Regions from separate parts of the Mus musculus genome. Here all the other regions are linked to region 1. Evidence: chromatin contacts called from public HiChIP or PLAC-seq and promoter capture Hi-C data. All regions are on one chromosome and are shown on one strand. The core of a region is the stretch at or near the end of the contact, and the rest is flanking DNA. Distances in the headings are between cores, read along the strand shown.

Evidence for each region. HiChIP or PLAC-seq counts read pairs in DNA pulled down with a chosen protein or histone mark. Capture Hi-C pulls out chosen DNA fragments and counts their contacts.
Region 2: a contact with region 1 is called in a promoter capture Hi-C map of liver. The contact joins the promoter of Lypd4 here to the promoter of Atp1a3 in region 1. A contact is called at or near these places in 2 of 484 Hi-C or Micro-C datasets (embryonic stem cells and granulocyte-monocyte progenitors), 1 of 115 datasets of contacts at active chromatin or transcription factors (the SCID.adh cell line) and 2 of 9 other capture datasets (adipose tissue and liver).
Region 3: a contact with region 1 is called in an H3K27ac HiChIP or PLAC-seq map of large pre-B cells, with 4 times the contacts expected there. The contact joins the enhancer-like site here to the promoter of Atp1a3 in region 1. A contact is called at or near these places in 1 of 15 datasets of contacts at CTCF or cohesin (CD8 T cells), 1 of 484 Hi-C or Micro-C datasets (nephron progenitors), 5 of 115 datasets of contacts at active chromatin or transcription factors (acute myeloid leukemia, embryonic stem cells, large pre-B cells and 2 more) and 1 of 9 other capture datasets (embryonic stem cells).

Annotation. Positions count from the first base shown.
Region 1 is chr7:25,002,604-25,007,190 of GRCm38.p6, reverse strand. Atp1a3 (ATPase, Na+/K+ transporting, alpha 3 polypeptide) reads left to right here and starts at 1,254. Exons shown (of 23, transcript NM_001290469.1): 1 at 1,254-1,436. The coding sequence starts at 1,431.
Region 2 is chr7:24,867,849-24,871,825 of GRCm38.p6, reverse strand. Lypd4 (Ly6/Plaur domain containing 4) reads left to right here and starts at 2,135. Exons shown (of 5, transcript NM_182785.3): 1 at 2,135-2,297. Dmrtc2 (doublesex and mab-3 related transcription factor like family C2) reads right to left here and starts at 1,769. Exons shown (of 9, transcript NM_027732.2): 1 at 1,654-1,769.
Region 3 is chr7:24,836,394-24,840,993 of GRCm38.p6, reverse strand. It overlaps the pseudogene Gm5893. Among named protein-coding and RNA genes, the nearest start is that of Gm38965, 15 kb to the left of the region's middle. Within about 2 kb of position 1,388, at least 72 of the 459 cell types and tissues checked have an H3K27ac peak or open chromatin away from gene starts, as enhancers often do. A contact at or near this core is called in CD8 T cells, acute myeloid leukemia and memory CD8 T cells, where this site is marked.

The DNA.
Region 1 (4,587 bases), core at 5-2,504:
TACACACGGGGATGTGGGTGTGGTGTGTGGGTAGGAGCATTGGGATATGTTTGAAGGTGCAACAAACTCCTGCATCATGACAGCGCAGTAATGTAGGATGTGTGAGATGGTCTCTCGTGGCTGAGTTCTGAATGACTCTGTTATGTGTGAGTGTGTGCACTTTTTTGCCTGTCATTCACAGCAGTTATCTGGCCTGTTTGTACAGCAAGCCTTTTCTCATGCCCCAAACACACCGGGGTATGTGCAAGTGTGTTTGATGGTATTGTATGTTTGTGCGCCAGTGGCCACAGAGGCCTCTGTGAGTGTCTGGAGGAAATGTGGGTCTTATGCTTGCGCAATGGTGCTAAGTGAAGCAATCTCTTGGCTCTCTGTGTGAGATGGTGCAAGGTCAGCTGTGGTGCAGTGTGTGATGGGAGTCTGTGAGGTGGTGTTCTGAGGGCGTGGGCTCTCCACAGCACTTCCGCATCGTGACTGGGTTTCTCTTGTGGTGTGATGGGTGTGAGCTCTTTATAGATTCTCCTTTGGCTGGTTTTTGAGCCTCTGGTTGAAAGATCATGGTGGTGGTGGTGGTGGTGGTGGTGTGTGTGTGGTGTGACTGGGATGTGGTTGAGAGCCTTTGGTGGTACACGTGGAGGTGATGGTGGTACCTGCATGGTGGGGGCATTTCCAGGCCCCCTGGTATGTTCTTGTGGCTTTGTGTCTCCTTTGTGCTGTGTGTGGTGATGCATCTTTGGTAGTTCAGTCATGGGGACACAGTGCAGAGGATATTAGGACCCCCTCCCACCTCCGCAACACCCCTCCACATGTCTCCCCATCAGGCATTATCTTCTTCCTGAACAGTGTCAAACATAGACTCCTGGGGTCCCTTCTACATACTGCAAGATGGTGGCACTCTGGGGCCCTGCATTACTGCAATTCACTGGGCCTTTCCTCCCACCCTGTATCTACCCCACTCCCAGAAGGAGGCAGATTCCAGGGTGCCTCACCCTCAAAGCCTCGGTCCCTAAGATACCTCCCTATATTGAGGGGGGGTCTCTGAGTCCCCACCCTGGGGATGTCCGGGATCACCCCCCCCCCCCGCACTGTGCTCAGCTTCTCAGTGGCCGCCACTTTGCAGAAACAAGGTTGGAGCGGTGAGGGGGGGAAGGGGGAGTACAGCTGCAGTACTGGGGGCCGGGCCGCAAGCTGTCCGTCTGCTCAGTACTGCTCCTGATTGGCCGGAGCCGCCTCCCCCCGCGGGCGCGGGCATATGAGGAGGCGGAGGCCCCGGCCGCCGCAGCCTCTGTGCGGTGGGACCCACGGACCGACAGACGCACGCTCCCACCGCGGCGCGGGCGCTGCAGAGGCCCCCAGCCCGAGCCCGCGCCTGAGCCCATCCTGCGGCCACCGCTCATCAGTCTGAACGCCGCTCTTCCCGCGGAGCCGCCAAGATGGGGGTAGGTGCAGGGGTCGGCTGGACTCTGTGTGCGTGACATCGTGTCCAGTGACTTTGGCTGTGTGCCGGAGTTGGGGTCTCCTGCCCTCCTGAGCCCTGGGGCCGAGTCTGCGGGGACCCGGGAGCCGGCTGACCTGACTAGTTTGTGTGGCTGGGAAAGTGGGCTATTGAGTCGAAGGGGGAATCTGTGGCGCATGTTGGAGGCTTTGTCCACGGGGGGGCGGAGGGCTGGCCCTTAGCATCTCGGTTTGACCTTGTGCGGTTGCTCGTGTGCCCCTTGCATGAGTGTGGCGGCACGAGTGCAAATGCTTGAGGGCGAATGTGTGTGCGCGTGCTTCCGGCTTAATTAATGCAGCCCTAACAGGGTCTGCAGCCATCTGTGCACCCCCTCCCATCTCAAAGCCCGCTACCTGTCTGGGTGTGTCTGAGAGCTATGCCAGTGTTTAGGGGTCATCAAGACCCCATCCCCTCCCCTGGTTCAATGGAGACAGATACAGGTTATGAGTTAGACATAAGATGACCTCTCTTTCTCCTTGCAGACCTGGATAAGGGTGATCTGCAGTGACAGACCTGGGGCTGCAGAGGTTTCGCAGCCCCTAATCTGGGGGGGGGGGGGCGCGTACAGACATGAGGGCTGGGAAGAGGGGGAGGAGCAGGAGATGGCTGGCAGACAAGTGCCTGGCTGAGGGTGTGCAAGCACAGCCGTGTGGTGGGGGTGGGGGGAGCTCGCATGCCTGCTATGTCCTTGCCTCCGTGTCCGTGTGTCCTTCTCTGTCTGTGCATCTCTCCAGCAGATGCAGCCTCCTTCCTTGACCGACCACTTGACCCCTGCAGCAGCTCTGGATTCCTCCCTGTGTGTCTGGGGTGGGGCTTGGGGAGGGCTGTCAGAGAAGGAAGTGGATGGATTGGGGGGACCCCTCCCCGGGTAAAGAGAAAGGGGTCAGCATGGGGAGCCAAAGGGAACATGAACGGTGGGGAGAAAGATGGCGGATGAAGGGCCTACGGATGAAGATGGGGGATGGAACTGCAGATCTGTGGGCTGGGTGGGTGAGGGGGGATGGGAGGGAGGGCTAGATGGGGGAGGGTTAGGAGAGAAAGGGGGAAGTGAGAGTCAGTGATGGCTTTCAGGTAAGTGGAATGAAGTGGGGGGGGTACGGATGGTTGGGAGAGAAGAGAGGGCGCAGGGCTTTGGGAAAGGGGGGTCTTAGAGAAATGGGGATGGGAAGGGAAGGAAATGATTTAGATGTGAGAGAGACAGACAAGGCAGAAACAGAAAGAGACATTGAAAACCAAAAAAAAAAAAAGGGACAAGACATCGAGACAAAGAGAGAGACAGACGTGGAAAGACACAGAGAGACCAAAGGAGAAACTGAAAGAAACCAACCAACCAACCAAACAAACAAACAAATAAAAAATACACTTGAGTAGTGGAAAGAAGAGGCAGAGGTTAGACCGGGAGGTCAAGGTAGGCCTTGGTCAAGGTTTTAGAAAAGACAGTGGCAGGTACCCCGAGATGGGGGTGGGGAGGGCAGAGGCTGCGTGAGCCATGCAGGTTTCAAGGAGGTGGACGGACGCCGTGGAAAATGGCTAGGAGCTGCAGTGGCAGGCTGCAATGAGGCAGACAGAGCCCCCACCCCTAGAGGTGCTCCCACCCTGCAGTGTGCCCATCTGAGCTTCCTGTCTTTCCTGGGAACGCCTCAGTTCCTCATGCCAACAGATGGAAGCCACCCTAGGGGAATCTGCTCATGGCAAGGGCAAGAAGAAGCTGAGGCTTGGTCCCTGGGGACATGGATGCGACTGTCCTCCCAGGGGACTGGACTCCCAGTCTTCCCTTCTCAGATATGAGGGTTCAGGCCTTCAACCCATTCCCTCAGACTCAGGAGGCCAGGCCCAGCATCCTCCCTCACACCTAGGAGTCCAGGCCCCAGACCTTCTGTGTCGGAGCCAGAAGTTGAGCCCTCTATTTCTCATAAAGACCCACACTGCAGCTCCCAGTGATTTGGGGACAGGGCAGCTGATTCCCCTGCCACCCGGCTCACTTCTCCCCTTGACCTCAAGACTGGCTGTTTTCACATCCCTCCACATGTCTGCCTCATCTGCGGGGGCTGACACAACGCCCTGCAGCCCATACGTGCCTCCTTGTCTGAGACGCAGTATTGCTGCAGGGCTGGCCTGGAGCCAAGCTCCCAGCTCCCCGGTGCACTCTTCCTTGGTGGTCCCAGGCTTCCAGGGCTACAGCCCTTCTCTAGGTTCCGAAGGCAGCTCTGGGTCTGGGGGCAGACAGCAGGCAAGTCTGGTTGCTACAAGGTCACGAGGAGATTAGCGCTGAGCTGCACTGAGCCTCCGATCCCAGCTTGGCCCTGGGCCTGCAGGATCTGTCAGCATCCCTTTGCCTCAGCCCACCTCTCCTGCCAGCCTCGGACACCACGCTCCCCACCTGCCCAGGCCACCAAATAAGAATTCAGTTCAGACCTAAGGCTTTTTTTTCTTGCTCTTCCATACCCCAAATCTACCCCCTCCCAATTCCTACTTATTCCTCGAGGGCAGAGCATGCCCATGCCCGTTCAAGACTGTCTGCAGTACACAGCTGTCTGCAGGAGAGAAGTCAGGTTCATATCTTGTCCATGGAGTCTCTTGGGAATGACTACTTACATGTGGCACACTGCCTCCCATGGGAGAGCCTTTGTCCCATGTCATTTGGAGTGCCCTCTCCTCTCATGATTTGCCTGGCTCTGTGTGTGTGTGTGTGTGTGTGTGTGTGTGTGTGTGTGTGTGTGGTCTCCCAAGATCGTCTGAGTCCTTTGAGACATCCACAGTCTCAGGTCAAACAAAGAGCTGGGGAGACAGGCAGTGACCTCCACGGAGACCTTGTGCTGGAAAAGCAGGTACCAAAGGCAGGAAGAGAGAAATAAGTAGAGCAGGGAGAGACAGACTCACAGACACAGAGCTGGGCATCCTGACAGACAGACATTTAAGAGGCAGGAGAAAGAAGGACATCAGGAATTTGAGACTAGCTTGTTCTACATAGTGAGACACCTGCTGGAGATGATAGATAGATAGATAGATAGATAGATAGATAGATAGATAGATAGATAGATAGATAGTCAGATAGACAGACAGATAGACAGACAGATAGATAGACAGAATATTCT
Region 2 (3,977 bases), core at 886-3,385, 140 kb after region 1:
CAGGTACTCACAGATGTGGTCAAGGTGCTGCTTTATCCACTGAGCCCCCTTGATTTTTTTAAAAAATTAATTACTTTTGGAGACAAGATCTCACTATTATGTGTGTATGTATCCCTGGCTGGCCTGGAATGTTCTATGAAGACCTGGTTGGACTCAAACTGGTAGACATTCATCTGCTCTGCTTCTGGGTTAAAGGTGTCTGTCACCAAAGTCCGGCTTTTGTTTTTGTACTCTATAGTAACAATATTATCCCCAAGAGATTTTCTATAGGGCTGGAGAGATGGCTCTGTGGTTAAGAGCACTGGCTGTTCTTCCAGAGGTCCTGAGTTCAATTCCCAGCAGCCACATGGTGGCTCACAACCATCTGTAATAGAGTCCGATGCCCTCTTCTGGTGTGTCTGTTATTTATACTATAATAAATATTTAAAAAGAAAGAGTGATTTTCTATCCCATTTTCACGAGGGGATTTGCCTTTTAAAAAATGGACATTGAACCTAAAGCCTTATAAACACATGCTAGCCAAATGCTCCTCACTGAGCTACCTCCCTAGTCTCCCTAGCCTCCCCACTTTTTTTTTTTTTTGAGACAAGGTCTTGCTAAGTGGTCCCGGATGGCCTTGAACTTGCTATCCTCCTCCCTCAGCCTCCTGGAAAACTGAGATTACATTATTGGCCTATACCACCTGCTTGCTAGATATTTTATTCAGACTCCATTAGTTTAACAAATATTTACTAAACCACGCATGCTAGCTGAGATCTGTAATCCCGACAGGAGTGTAAGGCAGGGATATTGTTGTGAGTTCTAGGCCAGTTTGGGCAATTGACTATCTTTACAAAAAAAAAAAAAAAGAAAGAAAGAAAAGAAAAGAAAAGAAAAGAAAAGAAAAGAAAAGAAAAGAAAAGAAAAGAAAAGAAAGCCGGGCAGTGGTGGCGCACGCCTTTAATCCCAGCACTTGGGAGGCAGAGGCAGGCGGATTTCTGAGTTCGAGGCCAGCCTGGTCTACAGAGTGAGTTCCAGGACGGCCAGGGCTACACAGAGAAACCCTGTCTCGATCCCCCCTCCCAAATCAACAACAACAAAACCTGACTGAGTGTGGTGGCAGACTCTTAAGAGTACAGGTTTGTGGGGTAGAGGCAGGAGGATCAGTAGTTTTTGGGCTACATGAGACCCTGTCATAGATACAAAACAAACAAACAAACAAACAAACAAACAAAGATCCCCCTTCCCAAATGGCTACTGAGTCCCTGCTAAGTGCGGAGTCCTGATGTAGGCCAAAGGTGTTCTCAGGACGCCACTTTCTTGTACCCAGCTGCATGGGCGTCTTGACAATCCATGTAGCCACTGCAGCCTGAGGCGCTTACGCCCCTATACCCCGTGTTAATAGCATGCACTGCCCCTTCCCAAGCAAGCATTACTTGGGTGCCCCCCTTCCAGCAGTCATCCATCACCCCCAAACGCTGGGCCTGCGGCCCCTCCCGCCCCAGGGTCCCAGGGAGGGGGCTGGGCACGAGGACCGCGCTCAGGAGGTGGGGGTGGGGGGTAGAGCTGAGCAGCGCGAGGGGGCAACAAGGGGAGGCCATGGTGGGGACCCAGCTCAGGAGAGGCGGGGCAAGGAGGGGCGGTATGATGTTCATGCCGCCAGCGGGTGGTTACCACAGCCTCGAGCCGAATCACAGTCAGCCAGGAGAAGGCCCAGAGAAAAGGGCGACACAGTGGCGAAGAGGAACGGCCGGCTCGAGCGGCTTTTCCCGCTCGCTCCTTCACACAAGGACCAATGAGCTCCAAGCACAGCGCTTCGGCGGCGCCGCGCAGCCAATAGGGTTTGCAATCGTCCCCCGATGGCCCGCCCCTTTCTTGCCTACCCGCTTCTCCGCGGCAACAATCACGCCAGCCAATAGCGCGTCGAGTTGAGTCTCACACACGTTGCCTTCCTCCTTTACCTCACCAGACTGTTCTTCACTTTGCAAGCAGGCAGCCAATGGGGCGTCGAATGACCTCAGCCAGAGCGAGGCTGGCCCTGCCCCACCCTGCCCCCCCACCGCAGGAACCGTGGTCCTGAGGCGTTGACTCAGACCCACTGCGCTTGCGCCTGCGCATAACCTGGGCTCCGCGCTTAGGCCTCCTTCGGCTCCCCCTCCATGCCTGGTGTTTAGGGCAGGCTTTTTAGCCTGCCTTTTGCCACGCACATCTGGGTTACAGCACCCGGGTGTCTGTGGCATTCCTGGCTAAAGAAGGTGGCAGAAGTGACTTCCAGCTGGACTACTGCTATACAGAGGATGTGTCCTGGAGCTGGAAAGGTGCTTTCTGCCCAGCCTGGGGTGTTGGGATTGCTTAATGGTGGGTTGAACAGAGGCTGAGTTTACATCGGGAGGAGGGAGCTCAAAAGAAGTGAACGCTTAAGCGGTTGGCCTTCTGGTACTCGTCTGAATAATCTTATTATTATTCACAATGACCCGGAGGGATGAATAGCCCTACGTTTTTTGTTTTTTTTTGTGAATGAAGAAGAGATTGACAAAGTGCCCGAGATTTCCCAGCTAATTGAACTCGGACTTGGAGATTACAAGTTTGGTTTAGCTTGGAGAGCGCTGAGCCTGGCAACGTTGTAGCCCCTCCCACGCGGTTTCAATTATTTCGCCATCCTGTGCATCTCCATTCCCGTAGGCAGTCGTCCTAAGGTGGTTAGTTGTGTGTCTTCTGATTTTGTGTGTGACCTCTAGAGATGTATAGCGTCTTGAATACACGAGAATTTTGTGGATGTGGTCATGTCTTATTTAATGACAGCACTGTGCTTTTCGTGGTTAACCCACGTGCATGTGTACATCTATACTTTTTAAAAATTGTTACTATTTCATGTGCTTTGGTGTGAGCTGTTGGATCCCTGGAACTGGAGTTAAAGAAAGTTGTGAGCTCTTTGTGTAGGTGCTGGGAATTGAACCTGGGACTTCTGGAAGAGCAATCAGTGCTCTTAATCGCTGGGCCACTAATCAGGCTGGCCTCAAACTAAAAGTTTCACCTGCCCCTGACTCCGGAGTGCTGGAACTAAAGGCCTTTGCCACCACTGCCCGGCGGCTGCATGTGTACATCAATTGCTTCTGTGGTGTGCTGTTCTGTGGTGTGTGCCTCCCTGCAGGTTGTGCACTCCCTTAGTTTTAAGAGGGGTGAACCTCTTACCTGTCACATCACACAACGATGTCTCCTCATGTATTGGAGGGTGAAGATTTTTATTATAGTTATCTAGTGGGTATTTATAAACCGAATTTGACTATTGTAAAACTTCTCCCTGCACTAGGCTTCAGGCACTGCTGGGAACTCCCAATTCCTCTTTTCCCAGGGGTCCCATCCACTCTTCCCTCAATCACTCCACAAACAACAGTGTACAGAAGTGTCTTTATTACCTCAAGTCTGCCAACAGTCGCCCCTTTCCAGCTCACTGATTGCTGTCAGCCTGTGAGTTGTATAATGATACAGTTCGCAAGATAATTGCATTTCCCAGGCTATGGTTAGACTTGAGCACCTCCTCAAAAGCCCAGTCTTGACTCTTTGAGAGGATAGTTTGTTTCTTCATGGGCTTAGCCGAACTTCCCTCTCTTTTTCTTGGTGATGTATAGAAGAGCCTTCGTTTTGTCAGTTTAAAGTAATACATATTTTCTTATGCAATTTGCTTTGAATACGATTGTATGTTTTGTGTAGTTTTTGTTGTTTTGTTTATGTTTGACACAGGGAAGGCTGGGCTAGCCTTGAACGTGTTATGGAGTTCAAGGTGATCTTTAGCTTCTGGTTCTCCAGTCTCCCCCTTACAAGTGTTGGGGTTATAGGCATATACCATCATGTTATATTATCATGAAATCGATGGCGTAATACTGTAACTAGACCATATTTAGTTTCCTGCAGATTTTATCTGCATCTTTGTCCGCGAGTGATGTGTATTATGGTTGTTATTTTCTTCAGTTCCAAATACTTTAATTTCCTTACTCAAA
Region 3 (4,600 bases), core at 139-2,638, 170 kb after region 1:
TGGTCCTTAAAGGGAGACAATGGGGTTTAGGCTGTCCTTTCAACAGGACAACTTGAGACATTGTGACTTAATAGAGCCTTTCAGTCTTAGGGTTAATTAACATTTTTGGATGAAATGTGCCAAAGGAGAGGCTCTATCATAGGGTCGCTAGCCAGTCTGTGCAGAGGGTGACAAAGGAGACTTTTCCTGCCTGGAACGCCGGCCAGAGGAATGGCGTTCCCAGACCCAGGGGCTCTCTTTCTTTAGTCAGGGTGCCTGCGAGAGGAGGGGCTGTCCACCTGATGCAAGGGTTTGGAGAAGTTGGCTTGGTGAACTTCCAGGAGAGGGAAGACAAATCTCAAAGCTCACTCAGAGTCAGGTAAGCTACTGGCATATGCAAATTATGCACCAGGAGTCTGCATGCAAAGTCACCATAACCTTAAAGCCAATTCTTTCAGCATGAGGACGCCCCCCTCCCCACAACTCAACCCATTGCTTTTTTTTTTTTTTTTTTTTTTTTACAAGTGCACTCTAGGGGCTCCCCTCCAAGCTGCCTTTCCTCTAACAGGTAAATTAATTCACCACCAATCCCTCTCGGTCTAGCGACCTGAGACAGCTTGGAAGCATTGTGCATGCTACAAGCCCCTGTCCTGCTATCACCTGAGTTTAAAGAGCTCTCTTAGTGAGAGGCAAGGGTAGGGACTGGTACGCAGCTGTGAGGTCAGCAGGCCAGATCCTGTTGATTTTTTTTTTTTTAACTTCAGAAAATCAGTTCCATGACTGCTATAGCCTGGGGGCCCAGTTCCATGACTGCTATAGCCTGGGGGCTGAAGTTGGCTGGTTGGGTTGCTGGGTTTTGGTGTTCTGGACAGACGCCATCCACCTGAAAGGATGGGAGTTGATCAGTGACATCAGCACCACAGGCCCGAGCCTCACCTTGCTGCAGCTGTGGGAGAGGGCTCCTGTCACTCACAGTCAGACATCCAGATGGGCTACAGAGCAGAATGAAAGCCAGATGTGTGCGAGGATGTGCACTGTCAGACTGCCTTTGCCCTCTGTAGGAAATGTGACAGCAATGTGTGTCTGGGGAGGAGGACAGGTTTGTGTGCTCACTGTGGGTGGGTTCCACCTCTGAGAGTATAAGTAGAATATGACACAATAGCCTTGGTAGGTACAAAGATGACAGACAGCCCTAAAGAGGACTACCAACAGCGTACATCTCAGATAGAGGACTGGTCCAGACTAGAGTGGGAAGACAGCTTTGAGAACACTGCCTTTCTCAATTGTTAAAAGGACGTAAGAAGTTCTGTGGCAGGAGTTTTCTGACAGAGAACACAGGCACACGGTCATCCTCTCCTCCTCAACCCACATGGTCTGTCAATCTCCTGAGCAGGAAGCCACGCCTCAGGAAGGCTGTCTGTGCAGACTTTAGAACACAGTAGCCAGCCTACCTAACCACGAAGCCCCAGCCTACCTAACCATGCAGCCCGTGGTCCTCTGGCCATTGTCCACCCCTTGAGGGCCTTCCATCTGCAGTGGGTCCTTTGGCCGATGCCCACCCTCACTCCCGGGCCTTCCTTGTTTCTCTAAGAAACCTGCCACTCTCCTGTCCAATGCCTGTGTCTTGTCTGAATTCATCTGACAGATTAAAGGACAAGAGTGCAGGGTAGAAGGGAATGCAGAGACCCCAGGACCTGCACCCCTCACTGCTTTGAATGGAATCCCTTCCACTGAAGGCCAGAGCAGGTTCCGATGATGCTAGACAAGGCGGAAGGGTGTGGCCCTTCCTTGTTTGGGTCTGTGCTGGGAGCTACAGGTGAGAGCTCAGTGGCACCCTTGACCTCTCTCTATAGGGGGCAGAATGTAGGTGAGCAGGCTAAGGACAGGGGAGGCGAAGCTCCTTGTCTGTTGCACGAGGCACTAAGGACACACACTTGACAGCACAGTTGTGGCTCTGAGTCCCCAGTTCCCACAGAGCCCTCTGAGAGGAAACAGGAAGTGTGAGTTGCAATACTTGCCTCACACTCAAGGAGAGTTGTTGTGGGGCCTGTGACCTGCGGGAGGAAGAACGAGAAGAGTCACCAGAGCACAGAAAGGCAAAGTTGATCTAAGACTCGCCATTTGTAGCTGAAGGAGGCGGGGCTAGACACGCTGAGGCCTGAGGGTTGGTGATGCGCATGGCCGGTTAGAGTTTGCGTGCTACAGAGTCTGTTCTGCAGACTGAGCTTATTAGCGCCAGAGGAGAGGCAACAAGGACAGAAGCCTGGATTATTTGGTGCAGGGGTTCTCCCAGATCACAGAGCTGTGATAAATCTTTCCTCAGGGGTATGTGTCAGGGACATGCTCCTATGAAGACAAGGGACACAATTCACACTCACGGCAGAGTTTCCTAAAGGAGAATGAGTGTCCAGGACCCTCAGGGGTGGGGGGAGCCATTAGCAAGAGGAACGGGCTCCTGGACACGTGGTTCCCTCAGACCTGCCCCACCTAGGTGGACTGAATCTCCCTTCAGCACTGACCTGGTCTCCTGTGGCCGGGAAGAGGTGAGGACCTCCAGCAACTGAGGGCTGGGGAAAGAAGATCTGCTCTGTGAGTCAGACAGTGGACAGTGGCTGGTGTCCCAGATGCCATGGTGGGGACAGGTGGTAGAACCTTCTGGTTCCCCTTGGTCAGTGGCTGTGCTTACCCGGGGTGGACAGTGTTGGCTGTCCTCACTGAGAATGCTCTTACTTCTTGCTCTACATAAGTTGGAGACATTGTCACTGTTGTTTGCTTCCTGAGTTGGGGAGCACCCTGGGATCCATGACTCCTGACTTGTCTCTCTTGGCGCTGCCTCCCTTCCCATCTAAGCTGTCCCCTCCCTGCCTTTGCTCCCTTTGCCCTGTCATTTGCTATCTTTCTACCTGGTGCTGGGGATGGTTATTTTGGGGGGAGTGGCTCTTTTGGGTGCTCTGCACAGTCTATCTTCACACACACCCCAATTCGTCTTCCCTCCCCAGCCCCAGGTTGTTCCAGGGGACCCCGAGGATGCTTGTGTCTCCTCTAGATTCTCAGACCTACCTTTCTGTACTACTCTTTTGCTCTCGTCCAGTTCTTTTGTTCCTCCCCGTGTATTCTTTTGCGGCTTTCCCGACTGGGAGACAGAGAAATACAATGGGGTCTTTTACTCTAAGCCATATGGGAATGGGAGGGACATGAGCAACAGAGAGAGGGACCGGGGAGTCATCGGGAAGGCAGGGATTTGAGGACCTCCAAGAGTTAATGAGAAGCAGGCATGTAGGAAAGGCTTAGTCCAGAGACAGAGATGAAGAAAACCTTTTCTGTTCCCAAGCAGGGAGGAAGGGGAAGAGGAAAGGCACCATACTTGTCAAACTTCTTGAGAAACACCAAATACACCAGGCTTCCTAGGATAGCCAGCCCAGCCAGGACTTCAGCAGCCAAGCTAGCCACAATCAGGGGTGACAACAGGAAATTTTTTGACGGTTGATCTGTGGTGGAAGGATATCAGAAGAGGGAATTAAAGTCATTTTTTGGTGGGTATCAGAAAGGCACTCTCTGCATGGCGGATGCCCCTGTCTGTTGCTTTGGGGGATACATCTTCTATAAGAAGGTCCAGAGGTGACTGGGGGGAGGGAGGTATGAAGTGAGGCTGGGTGACCCAGCCCAGTAAATAATGTCTTTATTCTTCTAGATGCCTCTTACAAATCTCTAAGACAATCAACCCAAAGTTAGCATTATGTAACAAAATCTTATTTTTTCAGAGGGTGGGCCACATGTCTATCTGAAGGCCCACCACCATCCAGTCAGAGTAAGTGACAGCTGATGTTAGGTTGCTATGGGGATGCTAACAGAGAGAGATATTAGCAAGGCCTAATACGGTATTCAGAGATCTATTTCATCGCTTACCTCAATGGTTTCATTAACAGAGCAAGACTGGGTACATTGGCATGGGGGGTGCCTTCCTCCATATATCCCTCCAAAATCTACAGATATTTTCCATAAGCGAGTCAGCCATTTTCCAGGGCTGGCTTGCACTGCCTGGCCTAGCTCAGCCTCCGGGGCTGTAGTCCACTGCTGTAAAGATCCTAGGCTGGGCAGACACCCTCCGTGCCAATTATATTCTATGCCACATGCTTTGGGGGAACGACTGTGCACCCCTAGGCCAAGCCTAATAATTTCAACTCATTGTCTGTGTTTCCTGGAAGCCACTGTGCAGGCTTTAAAATCACTAACACAGCATCTGGGGTTCTGTTCGTTGTTTTCAAAGCTACTCTGGCTCTTCATGGATCCCTGCATTTGCCTTTGAGTCACCTGGACATAGTTCATTTTGCACTTAAACATCTGTGGTGGATTGAATAGGTATGGCCCCCATAGGTTCATATGTTTGAATGCCTGGTCCATAGGGAGAGACACTATTAGGAGGTGTTGCCTGGTTGGAGGAAGTGTGTCACTGTGGGGGTGGGCTTTGAGGTCTCCTAGCTCAAACTACACCAAGTGTGACACACAGTCTCCTTCTGCTGCCTGTGGATCAAGATGTAGAACTCTCAGCTCCTTCTTCATGTCTGCCTGCACACTGCCATACTTCCTGCTATGACAATGGACTGAACCTCTGAAACTGTAA